Linked DNA regions of Mus musculus: region 2 is linked to region 1. Evidence: chromatin contacts called from public Hi-C data. All regions are on one chromosome and are shown on one strand. Each heading gives the region's core, a stretch centred on a gene start, on an enhancer-like site or on the middle of the called end of the contact. The rest is flanking DNA. Distances are from core to core; before and after follow the strand shown.

The links. A called contact is a pair of places that touch in the nucleus more often than the background predicts.
Region 2: a Hi-C map of the N1E-115 cell line shows a contact between it and region 1, with 3 times the contacts expected there. The contact joins two enhancer-like sites. A contact is called at or near these places in 1 of 484 Hi-C or Micro-C datasets (the N1E-115 cell line) and 3 of 115 datasets of contacts at active chromatin or transcription factors (the SCID.adh cell line, bone marrow-derived macrophages and embryonic basal ganglia).

Annotation. Positions count from the first base shown.
Region 1 is chr14:119,005,050-119,011,065 of GRCm38.p6, forward strand. Uggt2 (UDP-glucose glycoprotein glucosyltransferase 2) reads right to left here. Exons shown (of 39, transcript NM_001081252.2): 32 at 3,950-4,045; 33 at 3,014-3,098; 34 at 2,096-2,278. Among named protein-coding and RNA genes, the nearest start is that of Dnajc3, 70 kb to the left of the region's middle. Within about 2 kb of position 2,187, at least 375 of the 459 cell types and tissues checked have an H3K27ac peak or open chromatin away from gene starts, as enhancers often do. A contact at or near this core is called in the N1E-115 cell line and the SCID.adh cell line, where this site is marked.
Region 2 is chr14:119,829,592-119,835,607 of GRCm38.p6, forward strand. All of the region lies in intron 1 of Hs6st3 (heparan sulfate 6-O-sulfotransferase 3), which reads left to right. Among named protein-coding and RNA genes, the nearest start is that of Gm41249, 34 kb to the left of the region's middle. Within about 2 kb of position 3,535, at least 17 of the 459 cell types and tissues checked have an H3K27ac peak or open chromatin away from gene starts, as enhancers often do. A contact at or near this core is called in the N1E-115 cell line and the SCID.adh cell line, where this site is marked.

The DNA.
Region 1 (6,016 bases), core at 937-3,436:
TGATGGGGTTTGCAGCCCCATAGGAGGAACAACAACATGAACTAACCAGTACCCCCAGAGCTCCTGGGGACTAAATCACCAACCAAAGAGTACACATGGAAAGACCCATGGTTCTAGCTGCATATGTAATAGAAGATAGCCTTGTCAGTCATCAGTGGGAGGCAAGGTCCTTGGTCCTGTGAAGACTCTATGCCCCAGTGTAGGGAAATGCCTGGGCCAGGAAGCAGGAGTGGGTGGGTTAGTGATCAGGGTAAGGGGGAGAGATAGGGGGGTTTTGGAGGGGAAACCAGAAAAGGGAATAACATTTGAAATGTAAATAAAGAAAATATCTAATAAAATTATTAATATTTTTAAAAGTATAATAAGGCCAGAGAAATGAAATAAAGTTGTTAGTTGAATGAATAGTTTGGCTTGGGGAGTTTTGCCCTATCCATCCATCCATCCATCCATCCATCCATCCAAATGTGTATGTCTGTTTATATGCATGTGTGCAGGTACATATGCACGTATGTAAGCATGCATGAATATTTTCGGAGTTGATTGTGACAAAGAGTTGGGCCCGGCCAGAGTGTGGGTATATGAATGTTTGAATGTATATGCGTCTGTGTACATTTGCCTGTATACAGCATCTTAATTCTTTTTTTTTTTTAAAGATTTATTTATTTTATTAATGTAAGTACACTGTAGCTGTCTTCAGACACTCCAGAAGAGGGAGTCAGATCTTGTTACAGATGGTTGTGAGCCACCATGTGGTTGCTGGGATTTGAACTCCTGACCTTCGGAAGAGCAGTCGGGTGCTCTTACCCACTGAGCCATCTCACCAGCCCCAGCATCTTAATTCTTTTCCTTTCCTTCCTCTGTGGTTCACAAAGAGTTAACCAGCTTAGCCAGAGAGGCTTCTGGCTGCTGACTCACCAGAGTAAGGAGCCCAGCAATAAATTTTTGCATTTAGTCCCCTGCTGTTCTACAATGAGGTGATAAATAGTCTCTGGCCTCAGAGCTCAGACGGCAGTGGCTTAGACTTCACCCAGGCAAGGGCCCTGCTCTCTTCTCTGCCGTCTTTTCCTCCCGGTTGGCTTTTGTTTCCAGGTGGCCTCATTCGTGCTTCTGCACTGAGCTCCTCATCCTCCTGCCTCACTCTCTGCAGTGCTGGACTTAGAAAAAAAGCTGCCCCCATCTCCACTCCATGCTTATCAGCAAATTCTAATATAAAACCTGAAAATACACCTTTGTCCTTGATATGTCGTTTATATCCTGTGAATTCACTTTATATACACGAACACTTAAGTATTCCTGCATTAGAAATTCTGTACACTTGTCAAATATTTTCATGATTACTGATGACAAATATCCTGAAATGAGCTAATAATTCTATACATACAGATTTGGAAATGAAGGTGGCTTTTCATTATCTCCAGCTAAATTTAGAGCCTTTCCTAAGTAAGTCATGGACAGATGGAAACTTGATGGTTTCACTGTTGATGGTGGACGCAGGAGAGAAGGGCCACACTCACCACTCACCGCTAACCTTCCCAGCAAGTCAGCAGCTAGAGGAAAACCCGTGCATACCCGCGCAGGTGCGCGGAACCCGTGCATACCCACGCAGGTGCATGGAACCTGTGCATACCCGCGCAGGTGCGCGGAACCCGTGCGTGCCCGCGCAGGTGCGCGGAACCCGTGCGTGCCCGCGCAGGTGCGCGGAACCCGTGCGTGCCCGCGCAGGTGCGCGGAACCCGTGCGTGCCCGCGCAGGTGCGCGGAACCCGTGCGTACCCGCGCAGGTGCATGGAACTGTTTTTATAACGAATAATGTACACATGTCTTAGTTTTACTTGCCAAATTATACAATAATAATAATGGCTGTTTCAGATAGGAACTGCCATGTTGTACGCAGACGGTACTTCTTGTCACACTTTCCCGTCTGCGCACGCTCTGCTAGTGTGTTTTTAAACTCCAGGTTCTTAGTGGATATAAAAAATGTCGTGTCGTGTATGTCTAAAAACTAACAGTGACAATCAATGAGCAATGCAAATCCTCATGTTCATGTTCAGTTAGATGCAAAGCAAGCTTTAGTAAAAAGTAATCGCTCTTGTTACCTGGTCAGCATCAACAAATATGACTTTGTCCACAGCCAGTGGGAAAAGGACATCAAGGAAAAGGATTTTGTAACCCCAAATGATTCGCTGCTTGTCAGTCTGTTGATGAAGCCAGTGGGGCCACTTATACTGCACAAGCTCATACTGGAATCCATATTCCTTAGCCATGTGAGGAATTACCTCCTAGACACATATAACAAATCAAACAATACATTTTAGAAGAAGCTTACTATAAATCATTATAAAGAAACTGAAAACTGCTTAAATACTATTCTAATAAACTTGTTCCCAAGCTGAAAGGGAGTGTGTGAAGGAGGAAGGGGAGGGAGCGGCAGCAGACGTGTCTGTTGGAGGAAGTACGTCACTGGAGGCGGGCTTTGAGAGTGTTGAAAGACTGCTTCAAGCTTGTGGCTCAGCCTCCTGCTCCAGCTCACGCCCACTGCTTGCTGCCTTGCTTCCCCAAACAGACTCCTCAGGAACTGAGACAGACAGGTAGTTAGGCCAATGACCTTCTGGCTGGAGGGAGGGCCTGGCTACTGTGAACAGAGCAAAGCTACAGGCTTACACCTGCGCACTCACCAGTGTTTATGTTATGCACGAAAGCACCGTACGAAGAAGAAACAGAGAGAAAAAGCAAACCAGAAAGGAAAACCCCGTTTTGAAGAGGCATTACTTTTGCCATGAAGTGCTGCAAGGTTTTTATCCAGAGAATGGTTTTTCTAATTAGTGATAGCATCTGCTAGGACGGATCCTGTATTGTGTCATCTCAGTCCATGTGTTTTCCACTCCCATGCCCTATTTGGCAAATACACATTTAAAAACCTCACATTGAAAAGGGAAATGTTTTCAGAGATTACAATGGTAACAAAGAAATTAGTATCAAGCTTTAGCCACATTGTAAAATAGCCATGTGCTTACTTTAAATGTTGGCGAGAGGTAATTCTTCAGAAACCAGAACTTCACGGGAGTTTCGGTGTTCCGCAGAACAGAAAGCATCATAATCCTAAGTCAAAGGACATGGAGACAAATACAGGGTAACTTATATTCAGAGGCCTTTAAATGATGACTTATGAATACACATTGTGAAATATGTAGAGGTAAACTAAAACACCTTCAGACATTATGGCTGTGACAATAGGCAGTGCATAAGGATGTAAGGGTGCAAATATCACAGAGCCACTGTGTGATCAATACAAGGCTTTCAGAAGAGAAGGGACTGGTGCATTCTGGGACTCTGCCATGTGGTTGCTTTACCCAGGCCTTTCAGTGAAGGAGAGAGGCGCGCCCCTGAAAGTGCTCTCTAAAGCACCAGGATCAGAACTGAAATATCTCTGAGGCATTCTTTGTGGTCCTTTATATAAACTCTTAAAAATATTCTTTAAATTCTGAATACCATCTTCTTCTTCTCCACTGACTTCGTTCTTTTTCCAAATATGATATTCCTTCATGGGAAAGGAAAATTTACAATATATATTTTTTCTCATTATCTTGTTAAATTCAACGCATTTCTAACATTAATTAAAACTATTCTAAATCAAATCAAATTAATAAAATTTAAATGTATTTTAAAACTTACATGTAAAAAGCAAGCTGCTCACTGGTGTATACCTTGTTAACATTTAGGCAAGAAGAACGCACAAACCCAGTGGATTTGCTCCTCCAGGGGCCTTTGGCAGAGAATATAAATAATAATAATAATAAATAATAATAATGGCGGGTATGAAAATAAGCTAATACTTTGGCAGAAACGGGAAAAAAAGTTTATTTCCTTTTGAGGTTCATTCTTTCATTTTGCTGAATTCCGATCTGTGTAAATGTGTAACTTTCTGAAACTATGAGAACCTTCTCACCTACCTTAGAAAACGCTCATATAAATGGCCAGAAGCAACTGAAAAAATGTTCAGGATGTCATTTTCCTTTTTCTCATCTTTATGCAGACTTTTTGTGAAGCTTGTAATAGAAATACATGACAGTGAATTATTAGCATTTATTAGTATATATTATAACTGTAACATGTAAATAATATGCATCAAAACACCATTACATTGAATAGCCATCTGTGCTGACAGTTGTGAGATATTTATATTATAGTATGTTAAATGTTGGGGGTATCATTTGAGCTCTGTGAGCTTTTGTAGACATGGAATGAAATTAAACTTTTTCCATTTTCCATAGTTACATAAAGTTTTGTGACTTCTAAGAGTTCTTTTGAGAATCAAGAATGAAGTACAGCCTGCCATGTTCATACCTCGTGTGCTGGATCTTAAATGACCAATAGTGTGGGAAGCAACAATACATTAAGCAGAAGTGTCAGTCATGGACAACAGGGTTTCTGGGTTTCCAGTAGGAGTGTGGATGTTGGTCATGAAGCATGCACCTCTAAAACACTATGTAACATGCCTGCAGAGGTCCAGAAAAAGATTCACTGAGCACAGGGCCTGCTCTGTGGAACCCTGCCCAGGTCAAGCGATGGGATCCCAGGGCTAGGCAGAGGAAAGCAGAATCCTGGGGACTTGGTGCTGGCAAGTCTAGCACACAGTGTTAATGGATGGTTGCACTCAGTAAGCAACCATCTCAGAAAACAAGGTGAGCGGCAGCAGAGCAGGCCCATTGGACTGATGGATGGGTGTGTGACACTGACATGGCTGTGTGACACTGACTTTGTACATGACACAGTTGTACCTCACACTAAAGTTACTACTGGTGGGCTGCTGGCAGCCCTGCTTTTCTAGAGTGTAAGTTCAGCTTCCACACTGCACAGCTTACAATCACCCCTAACTCCAGCCTCTCGGAATCTGACTCCCTCACTGCCCGCTGAGTACACTGCACACCTGTGGCACACACTCTTTCTTCACACACACTTTTCTTTTTGTTGTTTAAAGTGACTGCTTAGGCCATGAGTTCAAGGCCTGCCTTTGCCACTCAGTGAGTGAGAGAACTTGTCTGAAAAGAAAAGAAAGAGTGTCAGAGCCAGAGAGGATGGAGGACACTAAGAAAGCAGGCCTTCGAATCAACACGAGCAGAGCGCCTGTGAGCTCACAGAGGCAGCGGCAGCACACACAGCCTGCGTGTGTCTCTGTGCATATGTTATGGCTTCCAGTTTACTGCCTTTATGGGCGCCTGTGTGTGTCACCAAACTGTTCCTTGTGACTGCTCTTGGGCTCTCTGCCTGGCTGTTGGTTTTGTCCAGTTCCTGTGAGTTAGTTTTTGTTTTACCTTATTTTATTTTCCCTCAGAAGCCTGTTTGTTTTCTAATGAGAGACAGAAATGGAGTAGGTCAGATGGGACAGGAGGAGGGGTGATAGTGGGAGGAGTAGAAGGAGGGGAACCATGATCAGAATTCGAGGGGGAAAACTATTTCCAATAAAAGGAAACAAACGAACAAATAAAAGAAAATGATAGTAACCAGAGAAGCAGACAAAAAAATTGCCAAAAAAAAAAGAAAGAAACAAAAGAACTTAATGTGGGATATCCGTGATATATATAATTAATGCTGATTGTTATATAATTAAAAATCTAAGTTATATAAGCATATATATCACTTATAGTGACTAAGATTTGAAAATGACTTCTTTTATAAAAAATATTTTTGTTGGGGTTAGAAAGACATCTCAGCATTTAACAGCCTTGGCTACTCTGGCAGCAGACCCAGGTTCAGTTCCCAGCATCCACAGGGCAAGTGACAAGTGCCTCTAACTCCACTTCCAGGGGACCCAATGCCCTGTGCTGGCCTTTTCAAGGATACACATAGTGTACAGATATACACAGAGGCCAAATACCCACATACATAAAATAATAAAAAGTTAAATTTAAAAATATTCTGGTAAGTAAAAATTATTATACCAGTATTTTGTAAATCTTTTTTTTTTCTGTAATTTTCTGAAGAAAACATTGCTACATGGTAGAGTAAGTCGATTTTAA
Region 2 (6,016 bases), core at 2,285-4,784, 830 kb after region 1:
ATGACTCCCTCCTGCAACAGCAATTGCTTCTCCAAATGACTGAACCTTGCCGAACTTCTGTTTCATTAGGACGCTCCTTTTTGCTGGGCTGGTTTCTGCCCTTCTGACCTTTGGTCTTTCGGTCCCTGCCAATTCTCGATCCTTCTTCATCAATAACAAATATTTAGTGACTCTCCGTTCTGTGCAGGGCGAGGCATGACAAGTGCATGCTATGTAATTACTACCTAGCTAGCTTTTGCCCATGACCCGGTTCTTGGTTGATTATCCCTGGTCTCTGATAGCCTAGATGCAGCCCTCCCACACAGGTGGTTAATTCCAAGCCATCAAACACGAGACATGAATGAACTATGGCAAAGTATAAAGAGTAAAAATGTATATAATCTGGGGAAATAACACCTTTCCTATGTCTCATGTGAGACACATTAATGACTGCAACCTGATGGGGGAAAAAATAATATGCTTTAGCTTGGAAACATAGCCCTGTTCAAACCTTTCTCTGTCCCGTCTTCTCTCTGCTGTGCCTGGACTTCACGTTTGCATTCTGCTTCCAGTGAGGTGACCGTTTTCAATTCATGGAGACATAGAGATGTATGTTAAGAGATCTATCTGTCTTCATTGATATAAAGATTTCACAGGGACTACAGATGGAATTATTATTTCTTATATTTTTATTATTTTAATATATGGTTTACACATGAATATAATCATCTTTTGTAGACAAGATACTGTTTCCCAGGGACTTTGCAGTCATTGTGAGAAGGTGCTGCCCACAGTTTCCCAGAAAGATGTAAAATAATATTCCCACACATCGGTTACAGAGAGGAAACATACTTTGGTCCTGCATTTGAAAACAAAATGCAGCCGGGTGTGGTGGCACACGCCTTTAATCCCAGCACTTGGGAGGAAGAGGCAGGCGGATTTCTGAGTTAAAGGCCAGCCAGGTCTACAAAGTGAGTTCCAGGACAGCCAGGGCTATACAGAGAAATGCTGCCTCGAAAAACTAAAAAAAAAAAAAAAAAAAAAAAAAAAGACACGAAAACAAAATGTGGGCTCAGAGTTCCTTGGGAGTTCAGGGTGCTGGCCCACGTTCATATTGTAGAAGAAACTTTAAATTGGCATCATGGGGCAAGCTGTGGCGTGCTTTGAGACACTCCCGATTTGTCTTCATGATCTTCAACTTATCTGCAGTTGTCCTTGGCAATTACAGGTCCCCCTGGTCCCTCATTCTCCAATCTTTGAGAAGAACCCGCGAATGCCCTGCTGCTTGGCAGCAGACAGAACCTTATAAGCTTGGGTGTTGACTTGGGGCCATATGCATGCGGACTTCTGGCTGAGAGGAAATCTTACACCCTGTACTTTAGCCTGGGCGGAGAAGCCTCTGGTTTATGTCTGCTTTTCCAGAGATGTGGAGAGCTATGTACCTTGGGTATAAACTATTTTGGGTGCAGCTAGGTCACCTTTCTCTAGCCAAGCTGGAACAATGTTTTGTTTACCTGGGAAAAAATTTCTTTTGCTCGGTGGCAGCGTGACAGTTGGACTCAGAAATTTTTGATTCTCCACCATTGTGCCTCTCGTAACGTGTGGTGACATATGCTTATTAATCTTAGTTAAAAGACACCTGCCCAGATGGTTCTACCTGGGAACATACGCAGTCATCAATCCTCCGTTAATCAGCCAGAGTTCTTCCCTCTCGGCAACACACCAATTTGTTGAGCAGATCAAATCCTGCTTCACCTTGGTCATGTGTGGTACAAGCTGTGGAGGGGAATGGAACGCGTCCTTGGCCCTGAGCAATCAGTGCGTTGTGTCCTGATAACACACAGTGGCCCTTGACCTTCAGTTGAAATAATTAATTACGTGTTGTTCCTCTCATTGGGGTCGCTGGGTCTGGTCCTGAGGTACCCCCTGCCTTCTCTGTCCCAGGATGTGCTGAGAACAGCTGCACACAGCAGGATCCTAATCACACCCCCAAGGCTGGGGCGGACTAGGCAGTGGAAGCGGGTGCTGGGCTGTGATTGGAGGGCCTCTCCTACCACTTCAGTGTGCATTAACATTGCTTCCCGGAAACCCCTGAGTATTCGCTGCCTGCCACAGGGGCTAGACTTCTATAAACAGAAACATTATTCTAGGATGAAATTAGCCAAGGTATTAAATTGATAAATGCGAAGTGGAGCAGACTTGGTTGTGGGGAGACAGAAAGAGCAGCAATGAACTGTGAAATACGAAACAGCCCAGACTATTAGAGGAGAGGGGCGAGTTGGGAGGCTGCCAGCGGTGACGAGGTATTTCCCCCCACATCCCGATGTCTCAAAGGGGGATTTACTGTATTTTTACCTCATGCTTCCTTCCCATGTGTGGGTCTGAGAGTTGTAGTGTGTGCCTACATAATTTAAACAGCCATCATTAGGCAGTGCACATTTGATGTCTAATTAAGTCTCTGGTACTGCAGGATCACAAGCACACGCCGTCATCCTGGGATCTTTAGAGTCTGCTCCAGAACCAAAAGGCAGAGATGGATAAATCTGCGATCAATTCTCAGAAGGCTGGAGCACTGGGAATTTATTGCCACGGTTTTGCCCTGGGACATATAAGCTGGTTTTAAGTGATCCCTCAGGTGGGAATAAGGGCATTGATATGGCCTAAGAGTTATCCAACCCGTAAAATATTGTCTAAAAATAACGCGCTTCTTTTTTGTTGAGTCCTCTTCACCCAAATATTTTCTTATTGATTAAATACTGCGATATGCCAAGGCAAATTAGAATTATAGAAGGGGATTTGAGGCGTGCATTTCCTTCTGTTTCTGATTTCACATTTCTGACAGATTTCAAGCTCCAGGAAGAAATGGCAGCGGGTCACTGCCTTTCTGTTCCGGAAGAGTAAGGCACATCAGTGGCATCCATCCTCTCATGTGTCAGCGCCTCTATTCCAAACTCTGATCAGGGCATACAGCGGAAAGCTGTGGGCTTTCACTTAGTATATAAAAAGCTAAAATCCTGAGGTTGTAATTAGGCATCCATACATATCCTAAGTGTGTGCAAAAGAAGAAAAAAATCTGATAAATATGTTTGTTCAGATTAGAATTCTAGGCAAGTGTGTCATAAAAGCTAGTAGAATCTGACTCAAGAAATGTATAGCCTTAAAAAAATAGATATATTTTAATAATGACTTTCCCCCAAAAGTTTAGATTTCCTGAATATTTATGGCAAATTTTCTCAAAGAAGGCCTTTTCAAGTATCTGTGCATCACCTTGGTGCTGTAAAAAACAAGAGTGAAGCTTCTATCTAACAAATTACTTTGCCTGCAAATAAGAAATGTTACCGGGTATGCGGGGCTTTTTCTCCCTTATTCTGGAGACTGATAATTGGATTTAGATTCTCATGATCTGGTGTTGGCTTCTGATAAGAACTTGAAAGGCGAAGAAAGGAGGCTGGCTATTCGGGGGCAGATGTTGGTCACTTCCCCACCTCTGAAGAGAAAAAGTAAGCCAGCAGGAAGTGTTCCAGTGCTCCATGCCTGACTCGCTGCTTAAGGTCACCAGAGGAACCGTGACGCAGAGCTGTGCTTGCTAACCAGCTGTGTGCTCTGGTTCCAGCTGACTGACAGTACAGAGAAACTGTGTCAGTCATGAATATTAAGTGCCTTTCCAGCATTTCTCTCCCAGATGGAAGAAATACACACACACACACACACACACACACACACACACACACACACACACGCTCGCGGGCACACACATTGTAGCGAAGCTTCTTTCAGTGGATGGGTTTTCTTTATTTATAATTTGGTAAACCACACTCCCTTTTGTCTGTGATTTCCACCTTAAGACCTGACTAGAGTGTTTCTTTGAAAAAAGATGTTCACCCAATTTCTTTCAAATTTCTTCCCACCACACCCCAAACTATTTATAGCAAAGCCCTGCTAGTTTGAAGTCCCTCGTTATCTCTCAGATCCTCACACTTTTGGTAACTTTGCAAGTGCATTCCATAGCCCTGGATTGGTAACTCACTGCCAATCAAAGTAGCTGGATACTTCATCATGGTGACATCACCGTCATAATGATTAGTCATACTAATGATTCAATCTAATTTAATATATATATGTGTGTGTGTATTATATATGTGTGTATTACATATATATATATATATATATATATATATATATATATATATATATATATATATGTATATATATATATATATATATCATTGAATATGCTGGCTGCCCATGAAAAAAAATTCTTAATTCCTCTACTAGTTTAACAAGTTAAACAAAGCCATTTATATTTTAAAAATATTTTTGCTTTTTATTTATGTACATGTATTGTGTGGACATGTACGTGTGCACAAACACTAACATGTATATGCGTGCCTGCAGTTTGTAAGAGACTATCTGATCCCCTAGAGCTCTAGTCACAAGCAGTGGTGAGCTTCTAGACATCTTGATCACTAAACCATCTTCATCCCCTAAACATGTTTGTTTCTATTATATATCTGAGGGTTTTGGAAGACAAGGAGGGGGTTAAGTAACTTTATCAAGGTCACGTAACCAAAATGGACTGAGGTTGGATTTGAAAGCTGCTCTTCTTTAGCCTCAGCTCGTCTTAGCTGCAACACACTGAAATTTATTACTCCTTCATTAACACTACCCTTGAGTTTTTCAAACAAACACTCAATAAAAAATGTGACCATAAAGAATTTGTGTAAATGCTGGGCTTGTATTCACTCAAGTTCCTGACTTTTTATTTTTTGGGAATTACTTCAAGTATTTGTCTCCAGAGGGCCTGAAGAGAAAAGAAAAGATTTTGTGTTGAGAGACCAGTTTCCATTGAAGGACTTTATCTTTCTACTCCCGTCTCCTTGGCAACAAACATCCCCTGTGTAATTTCCGCCCAATGGCACAAAGCTGATTTCTGGAGGGGCTGCTTCTCCGCGGCAGTGAGGCAGAGTAGCCTCACCCACTGGACGACACTGTATGTCCAGCTGTGGTCTATTCTTTGGCACATCTGTAGACTTGGGGATTTTTTGGAAGGAAAAAAAAGCAACATAAAGCCAAATTGGCTTGGGTTTATCCTTGATATTACCAGCAGCTCCTCCCTCCCGTTTACAGCCTTTGAGATCCACTTGAACCAGCAGCCAACACACCTAATTCGTCTAGCCTTTACTTTATCTAAGTCAATCACCGAGAATGACATCTTGATTTGTTGCTACCCCTTATATGAAGGAGATAGAAACTTTACCTATGAAGGCTTCAGACCTGCTCGTATTTTTTCCTTCTCACAGGACAATGATAAACAGATCTCAGCAGGTCTTCAGACGCAGAAGACATTTTTTTAGATGAACCACACTGTCATTTCTTTTGAAGAATATGAAAATAAGGCGGCAGTTCTCGGGATCACCGGGCACTGGACTTATAAAAACAGACAACAGTTCAGACTCTGCCATGCAGATGCACCATGAAATGTGGAGGCGCCACTAAACAAACAGATGCATACAGTGTCCATGCTGACTGGCTAAGATGTGATGTAATTGAGTGATAAGACAGTAGCCTCAAACTGTGGGCTTGAATTCATTAAATTTAGGGGGGTTTTAATAATGAGAAATAAACTATGATTAGCAGCTTTGACAGCTTTAGTCAAAAACAGGAGTGGTATGTGGAAGAAGGCAGAGAGCTGTCCAGCAGTAGTGATCCAAGAGGGTGGCTACCCTGACTTTCTGTTGTCAACCTGATTCATCACACTGTTACTTGTATGTAAGAATGGAGCGGACAGGCAGGCCTTTGGGAGGGCCTATTAGTCAGACAGTAATGCAATGAAGATTATTTGTTAACTATCTACAAATAGAGGCATGCCCTTCATTGGTTGAGGATTGACTACAACCGACCAAACATCAAACTAGGCAAATCGATAGGCTGAGGACATCAGCAACCTCTCATGGACCTTGCGATTTTAAAAATCCATTTATGAGTTGGAGACGATTGGCCCTCCAAGGGAAGACACTCAGAGAAAGATCCAGTTGGA